Regions from separate parts of the Sus scrofa genome. Here region 2 is linked to region 1. The links are chromatin contacts, called in public HiChIP or PLAC-seq maps. All regions are on one chromosome and are shown on one strand. Each heading gives the region's core, a stretch centred on a gene start, on an enhancer-like site or on the middle of the called end of the contact. The rest is flanking DNA. Distances are from core to core; before and after follow the strand shown. Region 1 holds the start of LOC110260430 (WAS/WASL-interacting protein family member 3-like). Region 2 has its middle 180 kb from the start of SOBP.

Evidence for each region. HiChIP or PLAC-seq counts read pairs in DNA pulled down with a chosen protein or histone mark.
Region 2: a contact with region 1 is called in an H3K27ac HiChIP or PLAC-seq map of skeletal muscle. The contact joins the enhancer-like site here to the promoter of LOC110260430 in region 1. A contact is called at or near these places in 6 of 47 Hi-C or Micro-C datasets (brain, fetal skeletal muscle, heart right ventricle and 2 more) and 1 of 2 datasets of contacts at active chromatin or transcription factors (skeletal muscle).

The regions. Positions count from the first base shown.
Region 1 is chr1:73,544,980-73,551,999 of Sscrofa11.1, reverse strand. LOC110260430 (WAS/WASL-interacting protein family member 3-like) reads left to right here and starts at 1,892. Exons shown (of 3, transcript XR_002343702.1): 1 at 1,892-2,122. It overlaps SOBP (sine oculis-binding protein homolog), which reads right to left and starts at 2,222. Exons shown (of 6, transcript XM_013992735.2): 1 at 2,090-2,222. The coding sequence starts at 2,185.
Region 2 is chr1:73,725,725-73,732,751 of Sscrofa11.1, reverse strand. No RefSeq gene overlaps it. Among named protein-coding and RNA genes, the nearest start is that of SOBP, 180 kb to the right of the region's middle. Within about 2 kb of position 3,406, at least 10 of the 83 cell types and tissues checked have an H3K27ac peak or open chromatin away from gene starts, as enhancers often do. A contact at or near this core is called in fetal skeletal muscle and skeletal muscle, where this site is marked.

The DNA.
Region 1 (7,020 bases), core at 643-3,142:
GTGGTGATTTGGAAGAAAAATAACATTTTAAAAAGAGGAAATTCTGTGCACGAAGGTTAATTCCATACCTAGTCCTGCAGCATTGACTAAAAATTGTGTAATTTTTCCCCTTCGCACAATGTTGTTTTTGTTTCTTCCTCACCAGTTCAGACAAACATCTGTTATACTGTAGAAGGACAACTATCTCCCAAACCACGGAGTGCTCCTGCAGCCAAAGTCAACAACGTGAGCCCCAAGCATCGAGCACAGTCAGCCTTTATATCCAGCCGGGATAACATTTCACATGTTTTGATTAAAATTAGCTAATTTGTAATTCTAGAACCTATGAAACTTAAAAACTGCCATCCCTATAGATCACACTAGGCAGTGTTTTAAAGGGACAGTGCACACTGTGATTTCTTAGTGGCTTTACCTCTCTCCTGTTCCTCCACCTCCAATTTAAAATGAAATAAAAAAGTAATTTGGAAATGCAGGACAGGAGGGAAGGGCAAGTGAGGAAGAATGGTTACTGTAGACTGTTTGAATTCTATCCCCAGGGGAAGACAACTCCTACCAGCCTCTTAAAAAACAAAAACAAAACAAAAAAACCAAAAAAACTATCTATCAATGGAAGCAATGGTGGTTTCCATCACAAGGAACAGCACTGATTTCCAAGGCAAATTTTCCTTAACTCTCCTTGGACTGATGCTGCACCTCATGCACTAAGTTTCTTACTCAGAAGTAAAAACCCTATTCCACAATGTAGACTGCTATACACATTTTCTGGAAGAAAGGAACAGTAAGCATATTTACTTAGGTACACATACAGGACGTATTATCCATGTGCCCCTTTCTAAACATGGGCTTCATACAAGGCACTCTCCAGAATATGCTTGTTCTAATCAACACAACGTCAAAGCACAATAAATTTTACTTAGTTGCTTGCTATTTTCATCACTAGTCTTTTAAATACCAACCTAACCAACCTGACCAAGTCACTTGGCAGTATTACAGATTCTATGCAGAAGATGGGGAATAAGACGGCTGCAGAATTAAACTTAACCCTCCTCCCCCTGAAATCTGCTGCTTGTTTGTAACTCACAGAAAAACAAAAAATAAAAAAAAATTAATTAAGAGAGACTCGTGAAATCAAGACAAAATAAAACCCTCACCGGGCAAAAGCTGCAACTTCCTGGAAAATAAGTGTGGTATGGGGGGGAAATCAGACGCGAGGGGTCCGGAGCTGAGCGGTGCTCTTGTGCAATCACTCCAATGCGCACAGCTGGAGCGCCAGGCTGCTGCGCTTGCCACCTCTGGGGCACCGCTGGCCTGGCGGGGAGCCCGGCCTCTCCGACAGGACTCCAGGCTGGCCTTTCCGAACAATGGGCAGGCGCTCTGCGAAGGCCGCCCCTCAGACAGCTATCTTTCAGCAGGGCTTGCCCGGGTCTGCTTAACTGGGAAGTGGAGCATGCAAAGGCGAACGGGAGGCGGAGGCAGTCGAGTGAGAGGAGCCGGCAGGGGCGGGCGAGGCGAGCCTGCGGTCAAAACGGTACCCAGACCAGCGTCGCTCGGGCCAAAACTCGCCCCGGCACTAACAGCCTCTTGGCACCCTCGCACCTAGTCGCAGCTGGCTACTAGGGGGCAAGCGGGATCAAGGAGCCGGGAGAGGAACTGGGGAGAGAGGTGGAATCGAGCGCTCCCCGGGTGCCTTGGCCCGGCGGCTTCTAACTTTGGAGGGATCCTAGGGATGGTGCCCGAAGAAGAGGAAAAAACTAGCCCACCGATTAAGAAAACCTCTTCACCAACGGGCCACTTGAGCCCCCGGTCCCCTCCCTCTGAAACGCGCCCGGACCAACCTGGGCTTTATAAGGTTAAATAGTATGTGGTTTCCCGGCCGCCCCCACCCCCATCAAATCTGAGGTAGGCAAATCTCGGGGATGCAGCCCGCGAGTTGGCCTCTGTTTTGCACCTGGAGGAGGAGCTGAGGCGTTCTGGGCATCCTACAGAAACTGACAAGCGCTCCCCTGTAACCCCCAAATCCATACAACGGCCCAAAGGGAGCAGGCGGAAGAAAGGGCTCAGGCTCTCCGGCCCCGAAGTCCAAAAATACCTTCATTTCCTCATTGATCTCCCTTTTCACTGGGTGAGCCGGTTTCCTGCTCCTTTTATTTTCCGGAGGTCTCCCTTCTTTCTCCATTTCTGCCATGTTTTTGTGTCTGGTTTCTGTGGAGATGAAATGGCTGCTGCCGCCGCCGGCGGTGGTGGTGGTGGCGGTGGTGGTGGTGGTGGTGGAGGTGGTGCTGATGGTGGCAATGCTGGCGGAGGTAGCGGTGCTGGCGGGGCTGGGGCTGGGGTTGGGCGGGGGGAGGGAAGGCAGGCGCCTGAGAAGCGGGGTCTCTTCTAGCGGCGGAGAACGTCAGTGGCTGTCAGAGGGAAAGGTAGCTCGAGGAGTCTCGGGGATGCCGCCGCCGCCGCCGCTCCTGCTCCCGCTGCCGCCGCCGCCGCCGCCGCCAACGCCGCCGCTGCCGCCGCTGCCCCTGCCGCCGCCGCTGCTTCTGCCGCTCCCGCCGCCGCCGCCGCCGCCGGGCTGCATCCTCGGTGCCCCGTGGAGTCGTCAGCCATCTTCCGTCGCTCTGTCCGTCTGCATGGGCGAGGGGAACGAGGGCCGGGCGCGGAGAGAGCGGCTCTGGGCGTGCGTGCGTGGATGTGTGTGTGCGCCCGGGAGAGCACGCCAGCCCCGGCGCCCAGCGCCTCCCGCGAGCCGAGCCGGGGGCGGGCCGGGGGCCGGCGCCGGGAGGAGGGGGCGGGCGGGCGGGGGAAAGGTGGGGGGGGCTAGGACTGCCCCCAGCTCCCGAGCGGGCGTGGCTTCCACCGTCACTGTAGACGCGGATGCTGCGCGGCTCCGGGGGCTGCTCTCGGCCGCTGGCTCATCCGCGCCGGGCACCCGCGGGACGCGGCGCCCCTCGCGGCCGCCACTTCGGTACGATGTCCCCCGAGCCCGTTCCGACCCTGGCCCTTCTCCTAAGCTCGGTGATGAGGGCTCGAGAGGGCTTGGAGTTGGGTTTTGAGCCTGAACTAGAAGGTGCTGAGGAAAAATGAATGAGGTTGAGGGGAGGAGGTCGGGCGGTGGGAGGGTCTGGGGACCCGAGGTCGCGAGGCTAGAGGGCCGCTTTCCTTGCCCCTGGAAAGGCGGACTGAGCTCGCCGCCTCCGGGTGGCAGCGCCGGGGTCTTGGGAGAAGGAACCCCCAGTCCCGACCTTCCCCCAGTTGCCAGGACAGAGTCCCCCTCCGGGGCCACCTCAGGGCGCGTGAGGTTGGAGGCCCCTTGGAGAGGTCCCCGCGCCCTGTTCCGCTGGTCGCTAACGCGGCACGGGCTGCGACTCTGCTTACAAGAAAGCTTTTGCCTCTCAATGCCTCTTAAAAGTAGGACATCGGCCTTCAGCCCCCTGCTCTTTCTTTTCCTTCTGGTTCTCAATCACTCTCTCGCTCCCTCTCTCTCCTTCCCTCTCTCCGCCCCCCCCCCCCCCCCCACGTACAGACACACAGACACAGACACACACGTGTCTCACTACAAAGTAACAGCGTTATCCTGTGACCCCGCACACACCCTTGTCCTGGTGCCCTGGGTTTAACGCTCCCCCAAGGACTGGGTGCTGCTGAGAGCGTAGGGCCACGCGCGGGGTTCCATTCTCCGGGGGTCGGGACACCCCGATCACCCCGGGAGGGACCTTCCCCACCCGCTGGGATGCACTTGGTCTCCTCGACTTCCCTACGCGCGTCTGCTCTCCCCCGAGCGGTGCTCGCTCCCTCTGTCCTCGCTCGCCTCCTCTTTGACCCTCTCCGTCTACGCCCGGGGCCATGCTCCGATGACATTTGTCCTTCTCTGGGTTGAGGCGTCGGCCTGAACCGTTTATTGAGTTTTTGGAGACACGCGGCCCTGAGTGCTCGTAAGTGCGGCGGGGGACTGGTTGACGTCCCGGGCTTCGCTTTCCCGCGCCGCGACACCTCATAATAACCTGACACAATGCGATATGGGGGTGTCTATTGTTTCAGTGCGTGTTATTGTGGAGTGTGCATTGTGACAGTGGTGGAAATTAAAATTACACATTTTTTAAAAAGTACTAAAAGACAGAATGAATTTGGTGTGCAGGTATGAGTAATCTTTCCATTAAAATCTCAGTTTGGCCTGTCAAATGAGGCTCATCCTGGGTATTCCATCGCCTAATTTGCATTTTGGCATTGTTTTGGTTATTAAACGTCAAATTAGAGCTGTTTGGGAGCGTACTCGGAAGAGCTGAGTACCTCCACGTTGGCCATTTTGCCTTTTAGCATCATTTTGTTTCGCAAAGGCCAAATAACAAATGCTTGGGAGTGTACCCAGGAGAGCTGAGTACCTCCTCTCGCCTCTTCTCTTCCCTGCCTGGAGGAAGCGAGGTGAAGCCGCACCCGGCTCCACGTGGCTCGCCGGATCCCTCCCTGGCAAGAGAGGAGGCCAGAGTTGAGCGGAGCCGAACCAGACTTCGCTTCTTCAAGGGGTCCGCGCCAAACACTTGCCCGGAGCAAAGTTAAATCTTGGGGCGGTTATCCGGGCCGCGGAAAAGTCAAGAGAAGGGGGTCTCTGAGGTTTCAGCGAGCGCTCTGCGGTAAAGCGGTCCCCTATTCAAGATTTTTCCGGTAGCCTCTGGGAGTGTACCCAGGTATACATAAGTTGTGAGCCCAGGTGCTCTGGTCGGACCTCGAAGACCTCAGCAGCCCACTGCGGACCTAAGACGACCCAGCAGCAAGGACGTGGAGAGGAGCCCAAACCTGTCTGCACTAACACAGCCTCCCGCCCCCCATTTCCTGGAACGCTAACACAACATTCCCAAGTGTGTGAGAGTGGGTGTATTTCGCAGTGAGGAATAAGCATCCTAATGCCGTTTATTGAGCTGGAGAGAAGAAAAGGGAATCTTTTTTGGTTTTCAATCTGAATGTCATCCAAAACCTCTGATAAATAATACGTGGGCTGGAGTTTGTTTTCTCTGTTTTGTCCTCTTGGTCTTTAATGAGAAGTAGTGAGAAAAGTTTTTTTGGACTTTTGAGAACTGTGGAAACATATGTTATAAAGTGTACACAAAGAGAGGTTTTTTGTCTTCTGGAAACATATTTAAGTCCCCTATCTTTCCTTTGGTGCCAGAACCATTACAATTGATTCACTGTTGTTCAGATGATATCAAATAACAAGTTATATAGCCCAAGTCCTAAAATACAGTTTCATAAGTTGGGGATAAAATAAACAGAAAAGGTGAACTGTAGCCCAAAGTTATATTTAGAGGCAGCTATACTTCCTGTAAAGAAAATTCCTTGCTCTGCCATGGTTCAGGCATTTAATAAAAATAATTACATTAATCAGCCACCTGTTCCTTCACAGGCATATTCCTCCAGAAAACTGAGGTGAGAACATTGGACTAGAATCCACAATGCATGTCTTCAGTGACAGAATAAAAGCACATAAAGTATGTGCGAGGAGACGTTTAGTTCAGAATAAACCTCAGAAATGATGATTGTTACACCTTGGCAATGACAAAGTGTAGGCTTCTTCAAATGTGCTACAGATGACAATTATAACGAGTTGGTGCTTTATGAATTTGGACATATTATAAGCCCAATAATGTATCCTGGATAACTTCATACATTCCATAAGAATATAACCCTATGTGGATAGGAACACTCTCATACTTGTCTTGAAAGAGCCTATTTTTTGCTTCTGTGACTTAACTTGTGCTCCCCAATCATCAGTGCTCTCCGCCCCCCAGGGACACTCTCTCTCTCTCTCTCTCTCTCTCTCTCTCCCTCACACACACACACACACACACACACACACACATCCGGGACAGATCCCAGACATAGAAAATGTCTTCAATGTTCCCTTTACTAGGCCTGCCAGTCACCAAGATGGGTACAGGACTGACCTTTTATGCATTCCTAAGTTATATTTTTGTGACCTCTTTTACTAATACTTAAAACCCTCTTTTACTCAGGGTTGCTCTTGATGTTCATTCTAGCCTAATTCACTCAGTAAATATACCAGAGAGGGGGTAGGAAGAACCCAAGCCCTCCCTCAAGCTCTAGATCTGCTTTTTTGTTATCTCCAAGAACACCCAACTCAGAGGCTCAAATCAGTCTTCGTGCCTAGTGAGGAATTAATAGATATTTGCTGATTGATTAGTATAGCACAGTAACAAACTTTGGAAGAGTTTCCCCATGTATATTATTTGAAATCAATGCTTATCTTAAACAAGCTCTGTGATCTAACCAAATGTGGGAACAAAAATATGTGGAGTAATTACTATGCTGGACGCATTATCAGAATTGTCTCATCTAATATCCACAGAACCCTAGGAGGCAGCTTCTACAGTTATACCTATTTCACAGATGAGGAAACAAAGGCTTATACAAGTTAAGTTATTAAGTCACAAGCCTAGTAAGTATTTTATTTATTTTATTTATGAATTTATTTATTATTTATTTTGGCCATGCCCATGGCACGAGGAAGTTCCTGGCCCAGGGATGGAACCATACCACAGCCGCAGTGACAGGCTGGATTCTTAACCCGCTGTGCCACCAAATAACTCCACTATTGGAATTCATAACTTTCTGTTCAACTCCGGATTTGGAGTTCTTTAGACTATATTAATCTGCTTGAATGAATTCCTTTAACAATCTTTATTTCATCAAATCCAAGGCCCATACTTTTCACACTTTAACACTGCTAAGATTGTGATATATATTGTAAGGATTCTTTCAGTTATGAATAAAAGCCTTTTCCCCCTCAAAGGTATATGAAACAGCCCATTTTCCAATCGATGGTGTCTTGGGTTATGATAGGTTATGTTGCAATAGCAAATCATCAGAAAATCTAAGAGACTTAAAACAGGAGAGGTTCATACTCCTTGCTCACACAAAGTCTGCTGAAGATCTGTATGACTCTCCAAGGTAACTGTTGTCCATGCGATGGCTTGGCATTGCGCCTCTGTACCAGCATGTGCTTCCACAGTCACT
Region 2 (7,027 bases), core at 2,157-4,656, 180 kb before region 1:
ATTAGTATCCGTGATTAACACAGGTGCTCTGGAGCCCTCTAGCGGCTGTTTGCTCTAACACCAACTCTCAGCCCTTCCTCCTGCCTCCCTCGCCAGCCCTCGGGGCAGCACTGGCCTTAGGCACCAAGTGGTGCTCTGGCGTGAGAGGAGGCCACGGTGGGCCAGGACTGCCATCCAGCGGGGGTGGACTCATGGAGGGTCTTGCGGAACCTCCCCAAGCCTCCATGAAAGGACTCTGTGTGCCTTCAGAAGGCAGAGCAATGGGCCAGCCGGTAGGCTGTGCCAGCTCATTATCTAGCTCTCCTTCTGCTCCCTGGAAGCCCAGGCCTTGCTGGACGGATGGGCGTTCTGTGTTTCTGATGTCAGATGGCCTAGTTCCATCTCTCACTGGGGCTGGTATTTGGTTGATCCTTCAGGCTCCCATTTGGCTCATAAAACACAAACATCTGCTGGGGTTCTGGTTGGCCTGTGGCAGACTCCAGAGTGGAGAGGGATGGAGGAAAGGTGAGGAAGGGAGAGGGGTTGGGGGAGGGAGGATGAGCGCAGCCTCTCTGGAGGAGTTAATTAGCTACCCTGTGATGGAGAGGCTTTATCAAGCCAGAGCCCTGATCAGCCTCCCAGGAAGGAAAAGGCAAAAGAGAAGATGAATTTTCATGGAGTTTCGCTGGAAGGCCTGGAGTAGAATCTGTGCATGCTTTTCCTCCATTGCTTTGCCTCCTCCAACTGTTCCTTTTCTCACCAGTTGGCTATTATTTTCTAACGCATTTTGATAATTACTTTATCAATCAAGAAAGATAAACAAAAGCCTAAAAATACATCTGAGGGAATGAGTTCCTAGAGCCAACCAATTTTTAGTACTATGATTTTTATTTTTTTATTTTTTTATTTTTTTTTAGGGACTTGCTTGGGAAACAATTTAAGGGCTCGGTGCCTCATTCATGGGTGGTTCTGTAGAAGATATTAACCAACTTCTGCCCTCTAGGCACTGACCCAGAGGGCCAGAGAAATTCAGTGAGTTAAGAAAACGCTATTCGAGCAAAATAAGTACCCTAAAAAGACTCGCCTACAGTCTTATCGTTATTAGGACTTCTTGCCTTTGACTGGCTTATTAAGTCAACAGTATTGGATCAAGAGAGAAAGCACTTTGTGAGCCACTCTGGCAAGTGAGAGAAAAAGACAAATACCATATGATATCACTTAAATCTGGAATCTAATATATGGCACAAATGAACCTTTCCACAGGAAAAAAAAACAAACTCATGGACTTGGAGAACAGATTTGTGGTTGCCAAGGGGGGAGGGGAGGGAGTGGGATGGACTGGGAGTTTGGGGTTAGTAGATGCAAACTATTGTATTTGAAGTGGAGAAGCAATGAGATCCTGCTCTATAGCACAGGGAACTCTATCTAGTCACTTGTGATGGAGCATGATGGAGAGAAAAAGAATGTATATATATATATATATATATATTAATATATATATATATATATATGCCTGGGTCACTTAGCTATACAGCAGAAATGGACAGAACATTGTAAATCAACTATAATAAAAAATAAATTAAAAAATTAATGAAAGGTAAAATGCAAGGAGTTTGTATCATTGCAACTGTTTAGAAAAAATTGCCAGTTACTCAATGAATAGAGCTCATCTTTCAGAAGCCAAAGGGCTGTCTAGATATGCCCTGTGAGTGACTGGACATAAACCCAGCCCATCAGCCTCAACTGTATCTCACCAGTTGGCCCAGCCTGGCCAACAGAGTATTGAGAGCCCTGGGAGAAGCCCAGGAGTCCTGCACTGGTGGGGCCTCAACTCCCACCTCTGTCCTAAATCCATGATTTGGAATGAAAAAGTCACCGGTGGAGCAAAGCACCCTCGTGGAGTTCCTGCTGTGGCGCCATGGCTTGGTGGCGTCTTGGGATGGCTGAGATGCAGATTTGATCCTGGACCTGGCTCAGTGGGCTAAGGATCCAGTGTTGCTGCAGCTGAAATTTAGGTCTCATCTATGGCTAGGATCTGGACCTAATCCCTGGCCTGGGAATTCCATATGACCTGGGGGCAGCCAAAAAAAAAAAAAAAGAAAGAAAGAAAAGCAAGCAAGCAAGCAAGCAAGCAAGCAAGCAAGCACCTCCTTGTGACCAGTTGGAAAGGCCTCTGTGGCTTGCCCCACCCCCATGTCCGCTTCCCAAAGTAACATTGTCCCCGGCCAGGAGGGGCCTGGGTTTTCTCTCCTATCAAGAACAGCACAGGACTAACATCTTCAGTGATGATTCCCGACAACCCTCAGCAGGTACCGTAGGGATATCAGACCTGCAGGAAACTGTCCAATTTATAGCTGCTCACGTAAAAGCCATCAGGAGGATCATGAAATGATTCCTCCATATGGTGCCCTGAAGCTTCCAAAAACTGTACGAGAAAGGGGCTTGGAAGGAATTCTTTCCTTTTCGGAGACAAGGAGGGTTGAAGCCAAGCATCTGTGGCAACCTGGGAAAGACACTCCTCCCCGACCCCCACCCCCTGTGCATCCCCAGGGGTGGCCTGGAAGATCGTCTGTGTTGGGGCCCTGCACCCGGGGTCACTGACATCAGCGTGTTAGGCTTTTCCATTAACCAAGCTTATGTTTTCTAGTATAAATGAACTCTACAGTTACATTGTGTGGAAGCTTTGGGACACGGTTTGCCAAATGGAAAAACATTTGGAGGTTGGGAAAATATCTTGCACATAAATTACTGAAGGCACAGAGAATCTAAAAGAGGGATGAAATCAGAAGCCAAGGAAAAGCCGGGAAGGTGCCAAAGTAAAAAACGGAGAGAGACAGAGACAGGGAAAGCGATATAATGATTTCTCTTAATGACCTGCCCTCGGAACGAAAAGGCAAGTTTCTAAGCCATATTTGAGCCTCATAAAAGCCATGTGCCTGAGTATCGGGAAAGATCCTTTAAAAGGCAAGATCAGGCCCCCATTTTTCATCCTTTCTGAGTGGAGCTCTCCATTGATTATGTTAAGTGCTGGCCACGGTAAGGAACACAAAAAGCTCATTGTCTTTGACTGTGGCAAAGGCCGGTTACACACTTGTTAATTTCCTGATTTATGACACGGAGGAGATGGAACTCAGGGCAATGCTCCCTCTCTCCCTATCTCTGTTTTCTCTCTCTGTCTCTGTCTCTCTTTCTCTCTCTCTGTCTCTTTCCCTCTGTCTCTGTCTCTCTTTCGCTGTCTTTCTTTGGTAGTGGTGGTGGAAACTATTAAAACAGAGGCAGATCAGGAAGTTTGTGATAAAGAGAAGCCAGGCTCTCGTCTGACATACAATCTCTCTTGGCTTAAGTAAACTTGCTCCTTCAAGGCCTGCCATCAACAGAGTTGGGCTCACGTTTCACCACTAAATCTGAGTCAACAATCTCTAATCTGGACACTGGGTTCGGAATCCAGGCTCAGGTTGCACTTGGAAGCTGACAGCAGAGACGAGAGCAGAGAAAAATACGGCCTTTGTTTCTGGTTTGCTCGTCCCCACTGAGCCGAGCTGAGGTCATGTGTCGTTTTCTGTCATCAACAAGATAAAAGTTTGCACCTCTCTGGCCCTGAAATGGCTCTCCTGCCATTTCTATTAAGGCCAAGAAGCTCTCTGCCCTAGGATGGGAGGGCCAAGTTTGTGGAGAGCTGAGATTTGGAGTCCTTTTCATCTTTCTGACATGTGATACCATGACATAGGCAGCCCTTGCTGGGTTGCTATGCAGATATACAATTTCTGAAAAGTAACACCCGGAAAATGAAAACCCCAGGCTGGATTAGCATTTCACAAAGAACAGGGATAAAATGTGTAGCAGTTAGGCTAAAAAGCTAAAAAAAAAAAAAAAAAAAAAAAAAAGAAGAAGAATTAAAGTTTCATGAAAACAAACTCTTTTTTAAAGGATCAATAGGTATAAAAGTATCTTATTGCATTCCTGGCCTTAGGTCCTGAGCCCTAATCCAGCTACTGTGCATGAAGGGGATATAGTGAGGCAAAGGGCTGAGACCAGGGAGGGAGGTCTTGGTGTGGGCTGGGGGCTCGGGGTGCTGGGTAGCACATAATCTCAAGGACCCCTGATGGGTGCTATTGTTTTATAAAACCTTCTTTCTGCCTATGATTGTGTTCATTGTTTTTATTTTGTAGTCATCTTTCCCTTTTGTTTAAATAAACCTAGAAAGAAGCGAGGGTGGGAAATACCCCCATTGTCTAAATGTTCTAGCTAAAAATGCTTCAGCCCTGACCTTCCCTTTCTTGATCAAGGTCGAAGGGCACATCTTCCAGAGCTCACTCGCTCCAACACCAGCCTTTCCCAAACACATTCTTTTTTCAAGCCTTCCCAATGCCAGAAATGAATTTATATGGAATATTTCAATGGAATGTGAGGCGTTGGCATGAAAAACAGGAGATGGGAAATGATGAGGGGTTTTCCTTGTTCTCCCCGACCAGCTGAGGCTCCCCGTGAGGGCCTTCTCTGCAAAAGTAAGGGTATGATGGCCCCTCACCTGCTGCTCAGATGCTCTCGAGGGAAGCCCAGAGCGGGAAATGGGAAAGGGGGTTCTGAAGACACCCAGGTGGTGGAGGAGATCTAAGGGCCTCAACCGATCCTGCTCCCACAGCGAGGGGAGGCACAGCGGCCGGGATCGACCTGCCAAACATCTCAGCCCTTCAGCATGGAGGGTGCGCTGCGTGCCAGGTGCTCGCAGGGAATGCAAAAGTGAATCAGCCCCGGTCCTTGCTCCCAGGCTGTCAAAGGAAAGCACGTGGATGGAAATAAGCACCATCAAGAGCTTTGGAGTGAATCCCTTTGAACACTCCTGTTTGTTGGATCACAAGGTCGGCAGTGTTTGCCAAGAAGGGCTCTCATTCAAGACAGGAGTTGAAGGGAGGTCAGGTGAAGATGTGGGCAACTGACTCCTCCAATCGGGAGAATGGAACCACTGTGTGCTCCTCCACGTCACTTCCAGGGTTGATGCTCCAGTCATGCTCAAAGATGAGATGACATTTGTGGAAGTGATTGTTGTAAGATTCAGCCTCATGCCAGGTACTCAATTAAATGCTCTTTCGTTCATGCATTCAGGCGTCCATCCATCCACAAGAGGGAAGCCGAAATGTGAGTGTGCTAGTGAGGGCTAGGTATCCAACCTCCCAAACCAGTGGCAGGTTCTGCCTTCCTTAGCTTCTGTATGCTTAGCTTCCACATCTGTAAAATGGGAATCATGATAGCAATGACTGTTGGTTGTTGTGAGGCATAAATAAAATAACACAACCAAAATGACACGTAGGACATGTTGGATAAATGTCCATGAAGATTAGCCAGGGTTACCCTCCTTTGGAGGGTTCATGACTGCCGGTTTGGCCCAAGCCTGCATGTGAGGAACGGGTGAGGAAAATGAGCGTGATCCGGTCCCAGAGGTCTGGAATCAGGCTGGGATGACATCATCAGGCATGTGTCCTATTGGCTGATTCAAATTCAAACTGAGTTATAACCTGAGTTGATGCTGGTATTTCTCCAGCTGTGGTGCCATCAAAGAACATGGCATGTGGAGTTCCCGGTTGTGGCTCAGTAGGTCACGAACCCGACTAGTATCCATGAGGATGCAGGTTTGACCTCTGGCCTCACTCAGTGGGTTAAGGATCCAGTGCTGCTAAAAGCTATGGCGTAGGTCGCAGATGTGGCTCAGATCTGGCATGGCTGTGGCTGTGGCACAGGGTGGCAGGTACAAGCTCTGTTTCAACCCCTAGTTGGGGAATTTCCATATGCTGCAGGCAGGGGCCTAAAAAGACTAAAGAAACAAAGAAAAAGAACACGGCATGTGGGGGCCAAAGGTCCAAATCTTGGCTCCCTTACTTACTTGCTGAGTGACCTGAGCAGATCACATAATCTTCCTGGACTGCACCTTCCTCATCCAGAAATGATGATGGCATAGCCTATAGCAGGTGGGTTTGTGAGAATTGCTGAGACATTCCGGGGGGATGGCCCCTTGTGCTCTCTGGCATGTGGAGGCTTTCGACATTTGCATCCATTCCCTTGGTCAGCTGCTTGACCCCAGATCCAATGGCCCAGCCCAAGACTGTGAGGCTTGGCTTCAGCGCCCTGCCCTCTGGGCAAAGAGACCCAATCCTGTGTGGCCCTGGCAGCCCCCCTGTTGCTCTTGTTTGACACCCCTTCATCCACCTAAACAAAAACTGCAGGAGAAAGCCCATCTTATCCCAAATCAGAATAAAGGGAAAGAAAAACAGCCCCTGGCCCCACATGCTCTCTTTTTCCTTCCCCAGGAAATTTAACACAGGGACCAAAGCACCTCTCTCTTCTCTCCTCTCCCCCAAGCTGCTGGCACAGCCCCCACCCCATCTCCCTCACAATGACCTATGGATACATTGACAGTTGTGTTTTTGGTGATGTCAAAACGTGGGGTCAAGAGAAGCAGTGGTTTGTTTTTTTTTTCCCCCTCTCCAAACACAATATAGAGGTCAAGGGTGTCTCGATCTCATGGTTTAGGCACCAAGTAAATGCCTGAACTCTGCCCTACGTCCTGAACCACCTGGCGTCCTGGCCCTGGGAGACCACTAGGCATTGCCACGGGGAGCGTGGATGCTGAAGCCCACTGCCAGGCTCTGCCTCTGTCTGTGGACAGAAACCCCCTTCATCATCATGCCTCAGTTTCTTTAACTATGAAATGGGGATGATGATAATGGTATCACCTCCTCCCAGGGCTGTGGTGAGAATTAAATAAGTGAATGTGTGCAAAGCTGTTAGGTGGGGCCGTGCACAGAGGAAGCATCCAGTGTGTATGAACCAGCAGAGGCCCCTTCTTTTACTAAAAGAACTCCATATACTGGTGGCAGTGGTTCTACTTTTTTTTTTTTTTTAGAGCCACACTCGTGACATATGGAAGTTCCCAGGCCAGGGGTCAAATCGGAGCTACAGCTGCCAGCCTACACCAAAGCTCATGGCAATACCAGATCCTTAACCCACTGAGCAAGGCCAGGGATCCAACCCAAGTCTTCATGGATACTAGTCA